Regions from separate parts of the Mus musculus genome. Here all the other regions are linked to region 1. A link is a contact called in public Hi-C and HiChIP or PLAC-seq data. All regions are on one chromosome and are shown on one strand. Each heading gives the region's core, a stretch centred on a gene start, on an enhancer-like site or on the middle of the called end of the contact. The rest is flanking DNA. Distances are from core to core; before and after follow the strand shown. Region 1 has its middle 100 kb from the start of Gm32137. Region 2 overlaps Gm13986 (predicted gene 13986). Region 3 overlaps Gm13986 (predicted gene 13986). Region 4 overlaps Gm13986 (predicted gene 13986).

What was found. HiChIP or PLAC-seq counts read pairs in DNA pulled down with a chosen protein or histone mark. Hi-C and Micro-C count contacts between places; a contact is called where the count stands out from the background.
Region 2: a contact with region 1 is called in a Hi-C map of uterus. The contact joins two enhancer-like sites. A contact is called at or near these places in 1 of 15 datasets of contacts at CTCF or cohesin (the NIH/3T3 cell line), 8 of 484 Hi-C or Micro-C datasets (beige adipocytes, embryonic fibroblasts, nephron progenitors and 1 more) and 2 of 115 datasets of contacts at active chromatin or transcription factors (the NIH/3T3 cell line and embryonic fibroblasts).
Region 3: an H3K27ac HiChIP or PLAC-seq map of embryonic fibroblasts shows a contact between it and region 1, with 9 times the contacts expected there. The contact joins two enhancer-like sites. A contact is called at or near these places in 2 of 15 datasets of contacts at CTCF or cohesin (both in the NIH/3T3 cell line), 11 of 484 Hi-C or Micro-C datasets (the C2C12 cell line, Sertoli cells, adipose-derived mesenchymal stem cells and 5 more) and 3 of 115 datasets of contacts at active chromatin or transcription factors (the NIH/3T3 cell line, embryonic fibroblasts and vascular smooth muscle cells).
Region 4: a contact with region 1 is called in a CTCF HiChIP or PLAC-seq map of the NIH/3T3 cell line, with 9 read pairs. The contact joins two enhancer-like sites. A contact is called at or near these places in 2 of 15 datasets of contacts at CTCF or cohesin (both in the NIH/3T3 cell line), 14 of 484 Hi-C or Micro-C datasets (the HL-1 cell line, adipose-derived mesenchymal stem cells, cortical neurons and 5 more) and 4 of 115 datasets of contacts at active chromatin or transcription factors (the NIH/3T3 cell line, embryonic fibroblasts, fibro-adipogenic progenitors and 1 more).

Annotation. Positions count from the first base shown.
Region 1 is chr2:117,540,205-117,544,218 of GRCm38.p6, reverse strand. No RefSeq gene overlaps it. Among named protein-coding and RNA genes, the nearest start is that of Gm32137, 100 kb to the right of the region's middle. Within about 2 kb of position 1,723, at least 38 of the 459 cell types and tissues checked have an H3K27ac peak or open chromatin away from gene starts, as enhancers often do. A contact at or near this core is called in the C2C12 cell line, the NIH/3T3 cell line, embryonic fibroblasts and 2 more, where this site is marked.
Region 2 is chr2:118,006,370-118,010,128 of GRCm38.p6, reverse strand. The region is part of intron 8 of Gm13986 (predicted gene 13986); the gene reads left to right. Among named protein-coding and RNA genes, the nearest start is that of Gm25308, 70 kb to the left of the region's middle. Within about 2 kb of position 1,973, at least 120 of the 459 cell types and tissues checked have an H3K27ac peak or open chromatin away from gene starts, as enhancers often do. A contact at or near this core is called in uterus, where this site is marked.
Region 3 is chr2:117,957,806-117,961,544 of GRCm38.p6, reverse strand. The region is part of intron 8 of Gm13986 (predicted gene 13986); the gene reads left to right. Among named protein-coding and RNA genes, the nearest start is that of Gm25308, 120 kb to the left of the region's middle. Within about 2 kb of position 2,169, at least 30 of the 459 cell types and tissues checked have an H3K27ac peak or open chromatin away from gene starts, as enhancers often do. A contact at or near this core is called in the C2C12 cell line, the NIH/3T3 cell line, embryonic fibroblasts and 1 more, where this site is marked.
Region 4 is chr2:118,037,670-118,041,510 of GRCm38.p6, reverse strand. All of the region lies in intron 4 of Gm13986 (predicted gene 13986), which reads left to right. Among named protein-coding and RNA genes, the nearest start is that of Gm25308, 38 kb to the left of the region's middle. Within about 2 kb of position 1,885, at least 52 of the 459 cell types and tissues checked have an H3K27ac peak or open chromatin away from gene starts, as enhancers often do. A contact at or near this core is called in the NIH/3T3 cell line and uterus, where this site is marked.

The DNA.
Region 1 (4,014 bases), core at 474-2,973:
GACCCAGTGTGAATGGTATCTTTGCTGAATGGTAGTGAGAGGAGGGAATTAAAGAAAGTAGATAGAATTAAGATGGCTTATCAGATGATTTGGGTATGAAGAGATTAAAGAGCCAATACAATCACAGAGATTTCCAAAGTTGAGAGAATGAAACAAGAAAACCAGTCGATAGAAAACAGAGAACAGATGAAAAGGGTTCCCAAGTCACAGAACATAAGAAGCTTCTAGAAACTAGAAAAATAGAAGAAATATACTCCCACCAGACCACCCAGAATGAATGCTTGATTTTACTCCAGGGTAACCCACTTTGTCCCTCTGACCTCCAGAACCTTGAAAAGACAATTCAACTTTTTGTAAAGAAAGTACAAGACCTGATCCCTTTCTTCTGGCCTCAAACACCCTGTGTTGCCATGTTCCATGTTCCACTAAAGCTCTGGTTAGCTGGGATTTCCTATGGAACTGATATACCCTTGCTAGTTCCCCAATGATGCCACCCTCTGGTAAAAATCAAGAGCTGCCAGTGAGGTGCAGGCCCGCTGCTGGGCTCATGTTCCCTCCCAAGCACATACACAAATAGGAAGAGGACTTCCAGGGTATCATTTCGTAGCCAGCAAGTGTCTTGGGTTTCACTTCAGTGGTTAAGGATGTGTCACCCAGGCGCCTTAGCAAGGGGCACTTCCAACCTTCAATTAAAGAGCTGTCATTTGCTCTATATATTAACATCCAGAACAACAAACACACTGTGACATGGTCATTAGAGACAGCCATAATCCATGGCCCGCTGTGTATTGATGTCAAGCCTGCTGCGCTTGACAACTGAAATAATCCCAAAGAAAGCATGCGCTTTCAGAGCCAGCACTCCAGTGAGGATATCCACCCCTGGCTGCCTTCCATCGTCCCACCTCTATCTTGATTCAACCACAGAGTTTTAAATCCTTTATCTTTTTTACAGAAAGACAACCACTTCTCATACTGGGAACTGTACTACAGGTTTTCATTGGTGGGACCTAGTGGGAAATCTTTACTGCAGGCACATAATAAAATTTCACGTTGTTATGATCCTAATCCAAAGGATGTCATGATAGAATGGACCTTAGGACTGACTTGTAAACGCAACCAACTAAACAAGCAAAACAACCTAGAGGTCATGAAGCACATGGGAAATGGAGAAAAAAACTCTAGATAGACAGAAAGGCTAATGGAAAGTCTCTCCACCTCTCTGTGGAAAGTGAGCAGTTTTCTTTCCACTGAAGAGCCTGTGTTGGTCACATCCTGTCCATACATCACAGATGCAAGTCCCACGGATGCAGCCACCTGAGAGCAGGGGAGAAGATGCATATTATATGCACTGATAAATCACTTAGGAGGCATGATCCTGCACCATCCAAGGAATACAAGGATCTAAATGTTAACTAGGGAAGCAAGAAAAAGAAGTAAACCTCAGCGGCCCAGAGTACTCCGGGGCCCAGAAAACAAAAGCAAAACAAACAAAACTCATGAATGGGTTAAAAAGCAGAGCTTATCTCTTAATGGTGCTGCAGCAACTGTCCAGTGGGCCACTGCGGGGATCTCAATGGGAAGTATCCCTGAGAGGGAATCTGTTGTTGGTACATAATATACAGCATCCTTCCTGGTTATTACTTGATAGGCATGGGCTACCCTCATGCATCCTCATCCAGAGGCTGCCTCCGGGCTGAGTCACAAGGCTCTGGCCTGTTGGCCTGTTGCATGTCAGCAGAGCCAGCTCCCTTGAATGACTCACAGGGACACTTGATGGTCCTAGCATCCTGCAGCAGCAGTCTTCCTCAGAAGGAAGCTAGAGAACACACAGGCTCGCCGACCTCTAAATATGTGTGCATCTTTAGAGGAGTCACTGTTCTTTTACATTATTCTGCCTCTGTTTTTACTAATAAGGTGTTATTTTTATGTGTGTGAGAATATATGTGCTTGTTTAGGTGGGGGTGCACACGTGTTGGTGGGTGCACATGAATGTGTGTGCAATACTTACTGAACTTAGGAGACAGTCTTTAAGAAACAACATCCTTAGGACATCCTTAACAATTCCTATCCCCCTTTTTTTTTGACAGCATCTCTCATTGGCACACACACACACACACACACACACACGGGGGGGGGGGGGGAAGAGAGAGAGAGAGAGAGAGAGAGAGAGAGAGAGATCCAATAAGGTCTTCAAAGTAACTCTGAAAGAATTGCATTCCCATTCTTTTCTCTGAACACAGACACAGAAGATGTTCTTCAAATGGCTATGTTCTGCAAATGCAAATACCCTGTTGGGAAGGTTGTATTTACAAACAGCCAAACACACTGTCTTGTTTTATTCCAATGAGCTCCAATGAACAGAGGAGATGAATATGTGAGGCAAATTGATAGAGACTTTCAGGTTTTCTGGAGAACTTAATAGATTTTTACAGACCTAGCATGGGTCTCTAATATCCTCAAGAAATCGCAGCCCTTTTCAAACTTTTCTTTCTCCTTTGTCGTGATCAGAATTTTCTATGTATTGTCGCCACCTGCTGGGAAATCGTAGGATCGGCTTCTGGTGGCATGTAAGGAGGACACCTAGCCAGCACAGGGAGGTGTGAGAGATGAGATTGTCAAATTCATGCATGGCTTTCATTCCAGAAGGAGTCACTCACCTGGCCTTGGCACTCAGGAGTCTGAGCTTTAATAGTCTTCTGGATTCAGAGCTAAAGTCTACATTCCCGCTGGTAAATCATCTGAGTGTTGAATCACCTCCTCTCTGAAATATTTTCCTTCTGTGTGATCTCAGTGATACTTCTGTTTAGGCTAATTTTCTACTGATGTGTTTTGATCAGGAATGGAAACTAACTACTTCCAGTACTCTGGGGGAAAGCCCTCTGCATGTTTGCAGACTGGTTCACAAGTGTGCCTAGTTTCTCTACAAATGTCTTCAGTTTTGTTTTTCTTTTTCTTTAAATTGACTTTGGCCCATTTTCAAAAAGGTACTCTCCATTTCTATATATCATTCCTAAATACTTCCAACACCTCTGTCTCTTTCCATACTGGGAGAACATGACACCCCATCAAGGAATCTTGCTAAAGGCAAATACAATGGAGCCATTGTCATGTGGACCCCTCTCAGATCATCATTCCCTTGGAAACTATTTTCTCAGCACCTGCGTGAGACACGAAAGCGAGGTCCACAGGGCAGACAGGATGACCGTGCCAGAGAGAGGAGGCAATGCAACTATAGCTGTGCATAGAATGCACAAGGATGCTGATGCTTGGGAGACAGGAGCAGCCATGGGGCTACGAAAGGCCAGGGAAGGGAAAGAATGCTTCCAGCAAGGGTACACGGAAGGCTCTGAGGCAGCAGTGAGACTGAAGAGCTCTTTGAAGAATACGTAGAATTCTGTTGGACTGAAAAGAAGGGGGCTAGGAAGGGACACGGGCTTCTGAAGAGAGTCAAAAAGTCTGATGAACACCCGAGACCATGGGTGTGGATAAAAAGTGCTGGATGTGGTTGCATTGAGTGAGTCATGGGCAGACAGGGAAAAGTGGATGGGATGGATTGTGAAGACATCTCCTACAAGGGGAGCCATTCAAGGATCCAGGTGCTCTGTTCATTTCATGGAACTCCTATTTGATTTTATCACCTTGCATACCAGCTGCTCTCAGTGTCACTTGCTGTCCATCCAGTGTTGGGTCTTAGTTTGGAGTCACTGCTGTAAGCTAGAGCTTGGCTGTCACTGTTTCTCTCTACCTCTGGGCAGCCTGTGTGACACTAACCTGACCCCACGCCTTTCCTTGCCCAACCCATCAGAAGACCAGTGCCAGCTGACTAGTCATTCCTGGCTTCTTTTCCTGACACTTTGTCAATAAAGGTAGGTCATGAGGCAGTGAGATCCTGGACAAGTTACCCATCACCGTGGCTTCAATATTCTCAACTTTAACGAGACAGGGGTCACATCTTAGAGCTTATATCCCAGTCCACAAGCCATCCCGGCCATTTTTGTGGACTCAATTTAGATT
Region 2 (3,759 bases), core at 724-3,223, 470 kb before region 1:
TGAGTGTGTGAAAATAGCCATACTTTAAATTTGTGCCTTGTATATTTACTTTATAATAAGCAAGATTATTATCCCTAAATGGAGAGATCAAATGTTCTTTCTACTACACAAAAGGAAGTTCTAATTTTAAAAAATTCCATGACATGAGATATATCAAGTGTTTACAAAGAACCAGAAGTCACCCATTTGAAACATAAGTTATGAGACGGTGTACTCTAGGGCTTTGGTCTATTTGCCATATATGGGCAGATTGGGGGGGGGGGTTAGCCCTTTGGTGGCTAGCATGTCTGTGTTGGAGTCTCAGCTCTGCCACTACAGTGAGAGTGGTCATAGGCAGTTCATAAGCAGGTGGCTGTCCTCCTGGGAATTTTATTTATAAAACTGTGTGTGGAAGGCTGAATTTTGTTTGTAGGCCATAGCATGCCAACACCTGACTTAGTTTCTATTCTAGTTTGGTTTTTGTTGCTGTGATAAAGACCATGACCAAAAGCAACTTGGGGAGGAAAGGGTTTGTTTCATCGTAGAGCTTAATCTGTCATGAAGAGAAGTCAGAGCAGGAACTAGAGGCAGGAACTGGAGCAAGGCGATGGAGAAGCTCTGCTTACTGGCTGGCTCATCTTGCTTTCTTATACAACTCAGGGCCTCTTGCCCATGGGCGGTTCCATTTGCAGGGGGTGGGCCTTCCATATCAATCATTAAGGAATGCTCTAGACTTGCCTACAGGCTGTTCTGATGGAGGTGTTTTATCAGCGGAGGTTTCTTCTCTCCAGGTGACTCTTGCTTGTATCAAGTTCATAAAAACCTACCCCACGGAGACTCCTGATTTATTTGAATGTCATTATCATTTGAAAGGAAGTTGCTTTGATTTTGCATTCCTCTGGTCTTGAATCCCAAGTGCTTTGGTATTTGTATCAATAATAATAATATTTGAAATATGTGAGCACTTTAGTGAGCTATTTTCTTAGAAGTTATCTCACCAGTTGACAAATAGAAGCACTTTCTACTGCTAAAGGAGTCTCAGAGTGGCCCCTTCATACCAACACTCGCTGATAGACTGGCCAGGAAGGGCAGAAGCTTGGCTTACAGGTAGTCTGGAAATATTTTGTGGGAAAAATAAGTGAGTTAAGAAAACAAAGTCAAATTAGAATGACCTTTCTTCCTTTCTTTCTCTCTCTCTCCCTCCTTCCCTCCTTCCCTCTTTCCTTTCCTTCCCTTCTGATCTGGTTTTTTATTTTTAGTATTCTAGTAGCTGTGCGAGAGATACAGAGGGTAGAAAAGGTTTCAAAGATTGGTGTATTTCCACAGTAGAGATTTTAGTGCACCTTCCAAAGTGGTGCTTCTCCCTACCCATTTAAAAAAATATTCCCCACAGGCCGGAAATGATTGGGCATTCATCTTTGCTTTTTCTCATATTTGGAAAATCCTGACAGAAAGGAGGTACACCCATTGAGGATTTAGCAAAACCAGAGAAACTGTATCCTAATATTGGAGGAATCATGGATCTCTCTCTCTCTGTGTCTCTCTCTCTGTCTCTCTCTCTCTGTCTCTCTCTGTCTCTGTCTCTGTCTCTGTCTCTCTCTCTCTGTCTCTCTCTCTCTCTCTCTCTCTCTCTCTCTCTCACACACACACACACACACACACACACACACACACACACACACACACACGGTCTGAAGTTTCTTCAGAGTACTGTCACCAAGGACCAGGCTCACTTCAGACCTGTGGCAAACAGCCTGTGTGGACACATGATAACCCCTCTGCAAACAGGGCAGGCTTTGAAAGGGAACACAGCAAATACTGGGGTGCTTTCTATCCTGCCTTCACTTTCTTAAGCCATATATGGTAGAGGGACAGAAGGAGTGGCTTCCACTCTTTAAACAAAAGGCATTCTTTGATGTAGGAGACTGTACGGAACTCTTTGCAGCCTGTGGTGGGAGGGAGTTGAGGAAAGGGGAAGAAAAGTTCATAGCGGAAGCTGCAGGCTTTAGGGCAAGCTGACATGTGACCTTCAGAGCTTGCCAAATCCACGTGAGACACAAACTGCCTTTGGACGGCTTCTCAATGACCCCTCTGTGGCCCAGAGTCCCAGACTCTGGTGGTATGCTCTCTGATGTGATCCGGCAGTTGAGCGTACCCAGCAGGGTCCTGCCCTCTGCATGTGGGAGACTGACCAGCAGCATGGATCCTGTGGGGACCTGGGAGATGGAAGTGTACATACAGATATCCCTGCTTTGTTGTCTCGGTCATACCTAATTCCCTTCAAAACATTTACCCACCCCAACTGGCTTTTTACCGCAAAGCTGGAGGGTAGTGTTTGTAAACTTCAGCTCCTTCTGATACTTCTCAACACATGACTGTGTCTTGAAGACCCCTCAGCCCTGAACCGGCTGTTGTTTTCTCTGACCCAAAGTCATGTTTATTTAACCCTCTTACATTGCTGGAAATGTTGCCAAGCTATGGTTTTGGTTTGATTTTTTATGTTTTCATTCTCCCACGGACACAAGTAAGATGAGTTTTAAAGACTGTTTATGGTTATTGTCCAGTCAGACAGTCTACTGTTTAGGCTCTAACCTAAGACTGTTGTGTTTGAGTTCCCAGCAAGAATGAGAGTGTTGACACTTTGGGGGATTTAAGATTTATTTATTTGTTTGTTTTTGATACAAGGTATCATTCTGTAGCCCAGGTTGGCTTGGAACTCACTGAATAGCTTGGTATGCCCCTAATCTCGTAAACTCCACCTGCGTCAGTCCCCTGAGTACTAGGATTATAGGTGCGAGCCAAGATCAGGGTTCTGACATTTTAAGGTCACTCTCATCTTTCTTGGAGTTTGGCATACAGTTTAGAAGACTTCCCAGCCCTTCTTGATTTCTTCCCCTGGCCCCAGAAAATTTCAGGGTCAAAACCAGAGCCTTAGAAACTGGAAAGACACAAAATTAAATCCTCGCTTATATTCTAGGTGTGAATTTGGAAACTCAACTTGGTTTGTTTAAATTGAAGTTTCTTCCTAAAGAGATGCACATAAAACCTGCTTTTGGCTTTTTTAAAAGAGTTGATGTGTTAATTTCTCCTAAATGGCTGAGTTTGTGTTTAGTGATAGTGTGGAAGGAATGAATTCTTCTTCACTCTTCCCCAACATCATCCCTCCCCATGCCTGTCCCTCACCCTCCGGTTGTATTGACATAAAGTCACGGTTCTCTAGTGGAACAGACCCAAAAGAAATACATGTAATTAAAGGAGGATTTAGTAAGTTGGCTTACATGGTCAGGCCGCTTAGACCTGCAAAGACTATCTGCAGGCTGGTGAGCCAGGAAAGCTGGTCGTTAGCTGTTTGATCTAAGAAGCTGTAACAAGAAAGACCGATGTTGTAGCCCCCAGCCAAGACTAAAGGCCTGAGAAAACCTGGAAAATTACTGGGTAGTGAAAAATCTGCATTTAATGGCTCAAGAATCTAAGTCTGTTATCCACTGGTGACAGCTGTGATTAATAGTGTGCTCACTTTTGTGTTCTACACTAGAGCAGTGGTTCTCAACCTTCCTAATGCTGCAACCCTTTAATTCAGTTCTTCATGTTTTGGTAATATCTAACCATTAAATTATTTCAGTTGCTGCTTTAAAACTGTGATTTTGCTACTGTTATGGATCATAATGTAAACATCTGTGTTTTCTGATAGTATTAGGTGACTCCTGTGACTGGGTTGTTCGACCACCAAATGGGTTGTGACCCAACCACTGCACTAGAGCCTTCCCTTTCTTTTCCTCT
Region 3 (3,739 bases), core at 920-3,419, 420 kb before region 1:
ACATTATATTTCTATGTTCTTTTTTTGTATTGCTAGGATAAATATATACTGCCTGATCATAGTTTTCCTTTCTTTCTTTCTTTCTTTCTTTCTTTCTTTCTTTCTTTCTTTCTTTCTTTCTTTCTTTTCTTTCTTTCTTTCTTCCTTTCTTCCTTTCTTCCTTTCTTCCTTTCTTCCTTTCTTCCTTTCTTCCTTTCTTCCTTTCTTCCTTTCTTCCTTTCTTCCTTTCTTCCTTTCTTCCTTTCTCTCTCTCTCTCTCTCTCTCTCTCTCTCTCTCTCTCTCTCTCTCCATAGTCAGGTTTAAGTTCTTTAGGTTTTGTTTAGGGCATTTCCCAGGGCTAGCTAAGCATGAGTTTTTCTTTCCTTGTACTATCTTGCTCTGTGGTGACAATGAAATATTACTTATTTTGAAAACTACGTGTGTGTGTGTGTGTGTGTGTGTGTGTGTAATCCCTCTTTCCTATTGTCCAAAATATTTGTTTAAGGTGGGGGCCACTTGCTTCTTAATGTTTGCCAGACTTCTCTAAAATAGTATAGACCCCAAACTTCTTTTCTTCTGCACATTTTACTCAATTCAAACATGCATCTGAAGAGATGGTGGGCAAGCCTAACCTTTTAACATTGCAATATGATCTTGTCATCTACAAAGGTGATGGGTCACACTCACCACTATCCTGGAACCTATAGTTCTGCCTGGTAAACTGTTATAACCAGTCCTCTTTGGCCAACATATAAAGCAAGAAACATGAAACATGCTCAGTAGCACAGAAACCCCTGCCATGCCCTATCCCCCTGACTCCTGTCCAATGAGATTTAAAGATCAGAGTGGTATTAGCGTCTAACATGCCTTGTTAGTTTTATTTAAAACTTTATGCAAGTAAAATTCCATAGAAAAATGAATCAATTTGGAGAATTTGTACATTCCTTTAAGAGAGAGAGAGAGAGAGAGAGAGAGAGAGAGAGAGAGAGAGAGAGAAAGCTGAGCTTGTGCATGCTAAGCTTTTGAAACTTCAAAGCCTTCTTCCAATGACACATCTCTTCCAACATGACCACAGCTCCTAATTCTTCCTGAACAGTTATTCTCTCTGGAAACTGCACATTTGACTCTATGAGCCCATGGGTCCTTTCTCATCCACACCACCACACTCCATCCTAGTGTACAGAATGATGCTCACAGCCTAATTTACAGATGCTGATGAAGGAAACACCAGATTATGTTCTACCTTGTTCTATAATTTCACTCTCATGTGGTTTTTGTTTTCTCTCATGGACTACTTTTCCTTTATTATTTTTCTAATAATGATTTTGAGAAATATTTAAAATATCTTTCCAAGAAACTATATTTTTTATTGTGTGTTGTACTTTTTTACACATCTATTTTACCGTATTTTAAAAAGTAGAAATGTGAACTCCTTCAGTCATTCGTCACATTTTGTGTAATATTTTGGTTATTTTCCTGCTGTTACTTATTATTGTTGTTGAACATTATAGCCCTGAGAACGAAAGTCTTACTTGATTTATTTTGTTGTTCCCAAAGTAACAGGCTTATATAAGCTACATTAAATGTGGTATTGGCAGCTAGTAGACCTTTGTCCTGTCCCCCATGACCTGGAAGTGCTAGAAGCAGCAGCATGAGTTTAAGCACTGAAGGCGTGAGTATAGTCTATTGAAGAAGAGGGAAAGCCTCTCCAACTTTCAGCTTCTCCTTCTGTCTCCTGTTGGACCAATTCCTAAGCAGAAGTGAACTGCAGGAACAAGATATTTTTTCTAGATCCTGACAGAATTATACAAAAATGTGTTTTCCACAGATTGCTCCACACTTCACATTCTTTTCAGAGGACTATTAAAAATTGTTTGTAATTTCTAGACCACAAAAATGCTAATGCAGATAAATAACATGATCAGGGAAGTCACTGAAAGATAGATGGCACACATGGAGAGAAATTCTCTCTAGTTTCCACCTCCCTCACCACATAGCAGCACTATGGTCATATAAATTCCAGCCATGTGTTCTTTCCAATTTTTCCATATTTAATCAATTAAAGGGTGAAACCTCAAGGTCTATATAACATTTGATCCAAATATGGAAAGTTATTAAAGTCAGGAAAGGGAAACCCACATTCTCACATCATCTAAAACTGACTATGCCACTCAAAAATTGGGGTACCTAACAGTCTCACCCTATGATTCAGACACAGGTTAGGCTTAACACAAATACCAGCCATAGAGTGCTGTTCTGGCTATTTTTTTGTCAACTTGGCAAAAATGAGTCATCTAGCAAGAGGCAACTTTAATTGAGGATTGCATCTATGAGGTTGACCTGTGGATATGTCTGTGGGGCATTTTGTTGATTGATAATTGATGTGGGAGGGTCCAACCCCAGAGAGGTTACTCTATCTAAGGAAGGTAGTTGAGCAAGCCATGGAAGAGGAACCAATAATCTGTGTTTCTCTGTGGTTTCTGCGTCAGTTCCTGCCTCCAGGTTCTTTCCTTGAGTTCCTGTCCTGACTTCTATCAATGGTAAAGTGTCACCTGGAAATGTAAGCTAAAATAAACACTTTTGTCCCCGAGCTCCTTTTGGTCACGATTTTGGGCATATTGCGAAACAGCAACAAAGACACAAACTATTGCAACTGCCATATTTTCTGTTCCTTTCCAAATGTGACAGAACAATAAAATGCTCAAACTACAGTAATTGAAAAAAGTATTCTCTAAGCCTCAAAAGACTTTCTGCAGCTTAAAGATAAATGCTTGACATAAATGAGATACAAGGTAAGATAGTCATTAAGACTGAGCCTGATAGTGATATTTCTGTGTAATCCTGTTTTCTCCCGATCCATTGGAAAGTGTGCATGAGGTCCTTGGCACACACAGCTCGGTACTGCACCCACCACATTGCATTTTCTACACCCAGGTCTCTTCTATTCCTGCAAGATTGGAGCATACTAGCTGAGATCAGCTCATCGAATATGGACCTTTCTTCCTTGGCTCCATGTTAACTTCTTGCCCCCTCCACCCCCTGTCTTTCTGTTTGAATGTTTCCTTCTCTTATTCCCTGTCCTTTGCCCCAGGTGTTTGGTGTTGGTATAGTGTGAGATTTTTTATAGTTCATCATAAACCATTTCACTGGGTGCCATTCTGGAATGAATTCCGAACTGTTGTCTCTGTATATTGCACATACTCTACTCTATTTCTCTAGGTCCATGTCTCTAATTGCTAACTTAAACTACTAGCAGGGCATCTGATAGCTTACTTTCATCCATTGGGCAAGGCAAAAGTCATAGTTTCCCTATTTTTACTTTTTTCAATCCCTTTGAAATCCTTTCAATCCCTCCAACCTTCACTTTGGAGGAGTCTTTAATTTCTCCTCACCATCAATATCTAAATGTGTGACAGCATCCAGGCGATTATACAGGCAATACTGTCCTTGGTTATGACTCTGCCCATTGCCTTGAGATTGATAAAAATTGAGCTTATCTCTTTTTTTTTGAGACTATTATGTTTTTCTTTATACTTCCCAGTGAAATTAATAATTTCACATTCTTTATTTTTCATTTCCATTTCAGAGGCTTTATCATTGAAAAATAGAATTAACATAACTTAGAAATGAATGCAAATCTCCTCTCATAAAGTGTAAGGTTAAAGTTGGGTTCTTAATTATCTGTGAAATTTGCTATTAAATTTTAATAACTATATTTTAGAGTGAAAGCACAGATGGAGATAGTCTGCCTAGTTCAAA
Region 4 (3,841 bases), core at 636-3,135, 500 kb before region 1:
TTAGAAGGCAAATAATTAATGTTCAGAATCATTCATCAATTAGCCTTGAGTCTCACAACTAGTTAAGTTCAAGGCTGAGGTCAGAAGTCAGGTGTCCTGGTTTTCTGAGCGATGACTCCCTAGATGTTCCTCTCCTTCCGGCTTTCACTTTTACATTTCTCAGCAAGCCAGGAAATATACCTGAAAGTGGGGAAAAAGAGACAGAAAATAAAGCCCCGTTTTGCTTGGAAAGCCCCCCCCCCAAGAACAACCATTTATATGAGCAGAGTTAAATTGATGTGAGATGCAGTGAACTTCCTTGTTAGAGACTCTTGTTAAATACTTTCAATTGTTCCTGCTGGAAGACACATTGTTTTCTTGGAAGTGTAAGCCAGGAAGATCTACCTGTCAGTCGGTGTCAATGGCAGGTGAGGAGCTTGCCTGATAGAAATTCTAGTGAAGGAGAATGATGAGGTGTCTCAGTGGGTAATGATGCTTGCCACCAAACTCGATGACCCAAGTGTGAGTCTCAAGGTCCACATGGCAGATTGTGAGAACTGATTCCTGCAGGTTGATCTCTGACTCTCATTCCTGAAATACAAGGGACACCCAACACATGGACAGCCTCATCCCCTTTCATTTTGTCGAAATAAAAAGTCATAGTGAAAAAAAAATACCAAGATAATCTAGTACTATTGTATCAAAACCTGTTAGAATTGAACTCCTGATTCTTATTATTTCTAATAATTATTGGTGTCCATGAATGTCTACCATAGTAGGATGTGCACAGGGGAAACTTGACCAGAGAGAGACCCTGCCCTGCAAGGTAGAAATTTGAACTGCACCATCTGTATCATCCCTTCCTGTCACAAGAGATCCTGACCTTAACTGAGATCAAAGACTGAGTGAAGATTTCTAAGATAAAGCCAGAAACACTGTGGTTTGGGTTAATAGAATGGTGGGAGACCAACAAGGGATCACTGAAGAGAAGTCCTTTAGTGAGTTTCCACAAAGAGTTTGCATTCTCCATCATCTCAGAATCACTGGGATTCTTGTGGAACTTGGCACGCCCCTCCTGAGGATCTTAACACCCACCGGTGACTTACCTCAGGGGGAAGTTTGGAATCGGCTCCTTGTGACAGCTCTATTACTCTTGTAGCTGAGAATGAAAGCCATTGAAATAACAACAGCTGAGACAAATATCTGCATAATCTGCAGAGAGTAATCAATATTTGTAAGGGAAGTAACTTGGCAAGAGTGTGAACGTTCCTTTTCTGAAGTGTGTTTAACCTTGCAGGACCTTTTCCCTAGATTCTTAACCACGGTTTAATGCATATTCTCGGGTCAGTCTTCTTGGAGGTATCTAAGTCCCTTTTATCCTCCTAGAGTTTTGGTGTAATGACAGGAGGCCTGATGAAGCAAGGCAAAGAAATGGCTGGTTCTGTTCCCTGGAGCCCTCTCCATTGTGGGCATGTACTGTCTGATTAGCTCACTGGAGGCGCAGCTGCGAGCAGGCCTCATCTGCATGCCCCAAGGCAGAGGAGAAGGCTTCCTGTGAACTTCAGAACACATGTTGGCGTGGAAGGGACTTCTCATTCATTTAGAATTCCTTTGCTCCCAAATAAATGGCTGTAAATGGAGAGGAAGGGATATGATGTGTGACTAATTTCCCAGGAGGACCTAAATATCTCCACTTTGACCCCAGTGTCTTGCCTCCCCCATGTCCCCACTGAAAGGCTCATAGCAGCTTTATTACAAGGTAGGTGTTTGTGAGCCAGCTCAGGATGGGGACTAAGCACACCGCCCAGCAGGGGCGTTCTTTCCATGATGCTCAGGCCGTAGGATCTCTGTGATCTAAGCGAACAGGCAGTATGCACTGGGTTGATTCAGCCAAGGAAGTAACTTAGTGTGGCCTTATAAGGCCGTGGTTCCGGCGGAAGCAAGACTGTCTCTCTTCCATCTGAAGGCAGGCCTCTGAGCATTCCCAGATGACATCTGTGCTTTTTCCATCACACAGTTGGCCTCCTTGGCTCCTTGCGCCGCTTTGGTTGTGCAATTGGGACTTGGCAGGTTCTTTGGGCTGTGGAATCTGTACATTTTCAGCTCTGACATCTCAAAAATAGTCACTGAATCATCTTTATCAGCGTGGTTTATCGTAAAGCAGAAACTTTCTCCTCCACATCTTTCTTTTTACTATCTAGAACTAGAAACGTGATGATTTATGACGTAAGGAGGTTGCACGGAAAGAGGGCTGTCTTCAGGACTGGAGTAGGCCAGGTTCTACTCCAGGCTGCCCTCTTTCCTGTTGCAGGAACTTGAGCTTTATTTAGGGCCTCAGTTTAATCTTCTGTCAGGTGTAGAAAATAGTTGCTGAGCTAATGGAGAGATTAGATCCAATGTAAGCTAAGTGCTAGATAAATGTCTGGGCTCAGTACATTTTGTGTGAAAGAAGGCGTGGTTGAGCAAGCAGTGGTGATGTTTACACTGTAGAAATGAGGCTGGTGATGTAAATTGTGAGGTAAATCATATAAGCAATCACTTTAGCCCTCCACAAATCATACATGCACACAGACACACCACTTCTGTACACATACATATGCACATAGACTTTGGAAACCTAGACTTTTCTTTTGATGAGTAACTTGCTTCTGAGGCCAAGATTACACGTCTGTGAGTTAGGCCTCAGCCCTCTGTGTTTGTAGCTGTCTGGGAATGTCTGTGCTGGGTTCTCCTGATAGCTGTAGAGAGCAACCTGAGGCTTTCTCTTTGCAGGCATCAGGGGTGAGCAGGTATAATCTGAAGTCCTCGCTTCTAACTTTCACTGATGGCTGAGGTCTGACGCTAGGAGTTGGTCAGTGTTCTAGCTTTTGACGTATGAGAGGGTTTTTTTCCTCAGTCTTGGAGAATTATCCTATCACGGCAGCATCTGTGTTGTTCCCAACAGGGTTTATGACTGACTTTCTTTGGCACAGTGAAATAAGCCACGATCCTTTCCTCCACAAAGTCTCCCTGACATGATATTGGCCATTAGCTTTCTAATACACTTAGTCAAAGAGTTAGTGTCTAATAATTATAAAATACAAACAAATCAACGTAATGAAACAAAACAAAAGGCTGCTTGAGACAAACTTGTAAATTTGCCTCTTAAATTCTTTAGTCAGTAGATTTTTGAACCTCTCTATTGCAGCACCAAGTGGGAAAGACATGAAGGTTTCCAAGTTTGTATGTACGGAAAGGTCCACACTTTACTTCAGAAACATCAGCCAGCCGATGGTAATGGAGGAATGGGCTGGAGGGGCGTATGTCTGGAAGCTGAGGGGATAAGAATGTGCTGTGAAAGAGAGGACAGAGAGTCAATGTTGGCAGAAGCATTGATACACTGAAAATGTTGTTTGAGATAGAGTAACTGGACCTTGGTATTCTGTAACAGAAAGAAGAAAAAAAGATGGAAGACAGGATGATGCTTGTTTTTCTGACATGAGAAGACAGTCATATTTACTGAGGCAGAAGAATATCAAAGAGGGTCAGGCTGGAGGAAAAAGGCACTCCATGTTGAAACCTGAGGCGTCTATCTATCTACTGGCGATGTTGTATACATAGTTGGATATCCAGACCTGAAGCTCTGGAAAATTTGTTTTCTAAGTTGTGAAGTTATCAGCGCTAGACTGTCATTTAATTCAGGGGGGTTCATCTACCAAAAGGGTTTGATTGAGAAGTGGAGAGACACTTCTGGAGAGCCACTGTATTAAAGCTGGTGAAGGGGTGAGAAATTACAAAGGGAGAGGGAAGGAAAACAGATGGAGAGGAGGATGATGGGGAGATGAAGTAAAGATGGAGAAGTCAGGGTTTCAACACGAGGTGT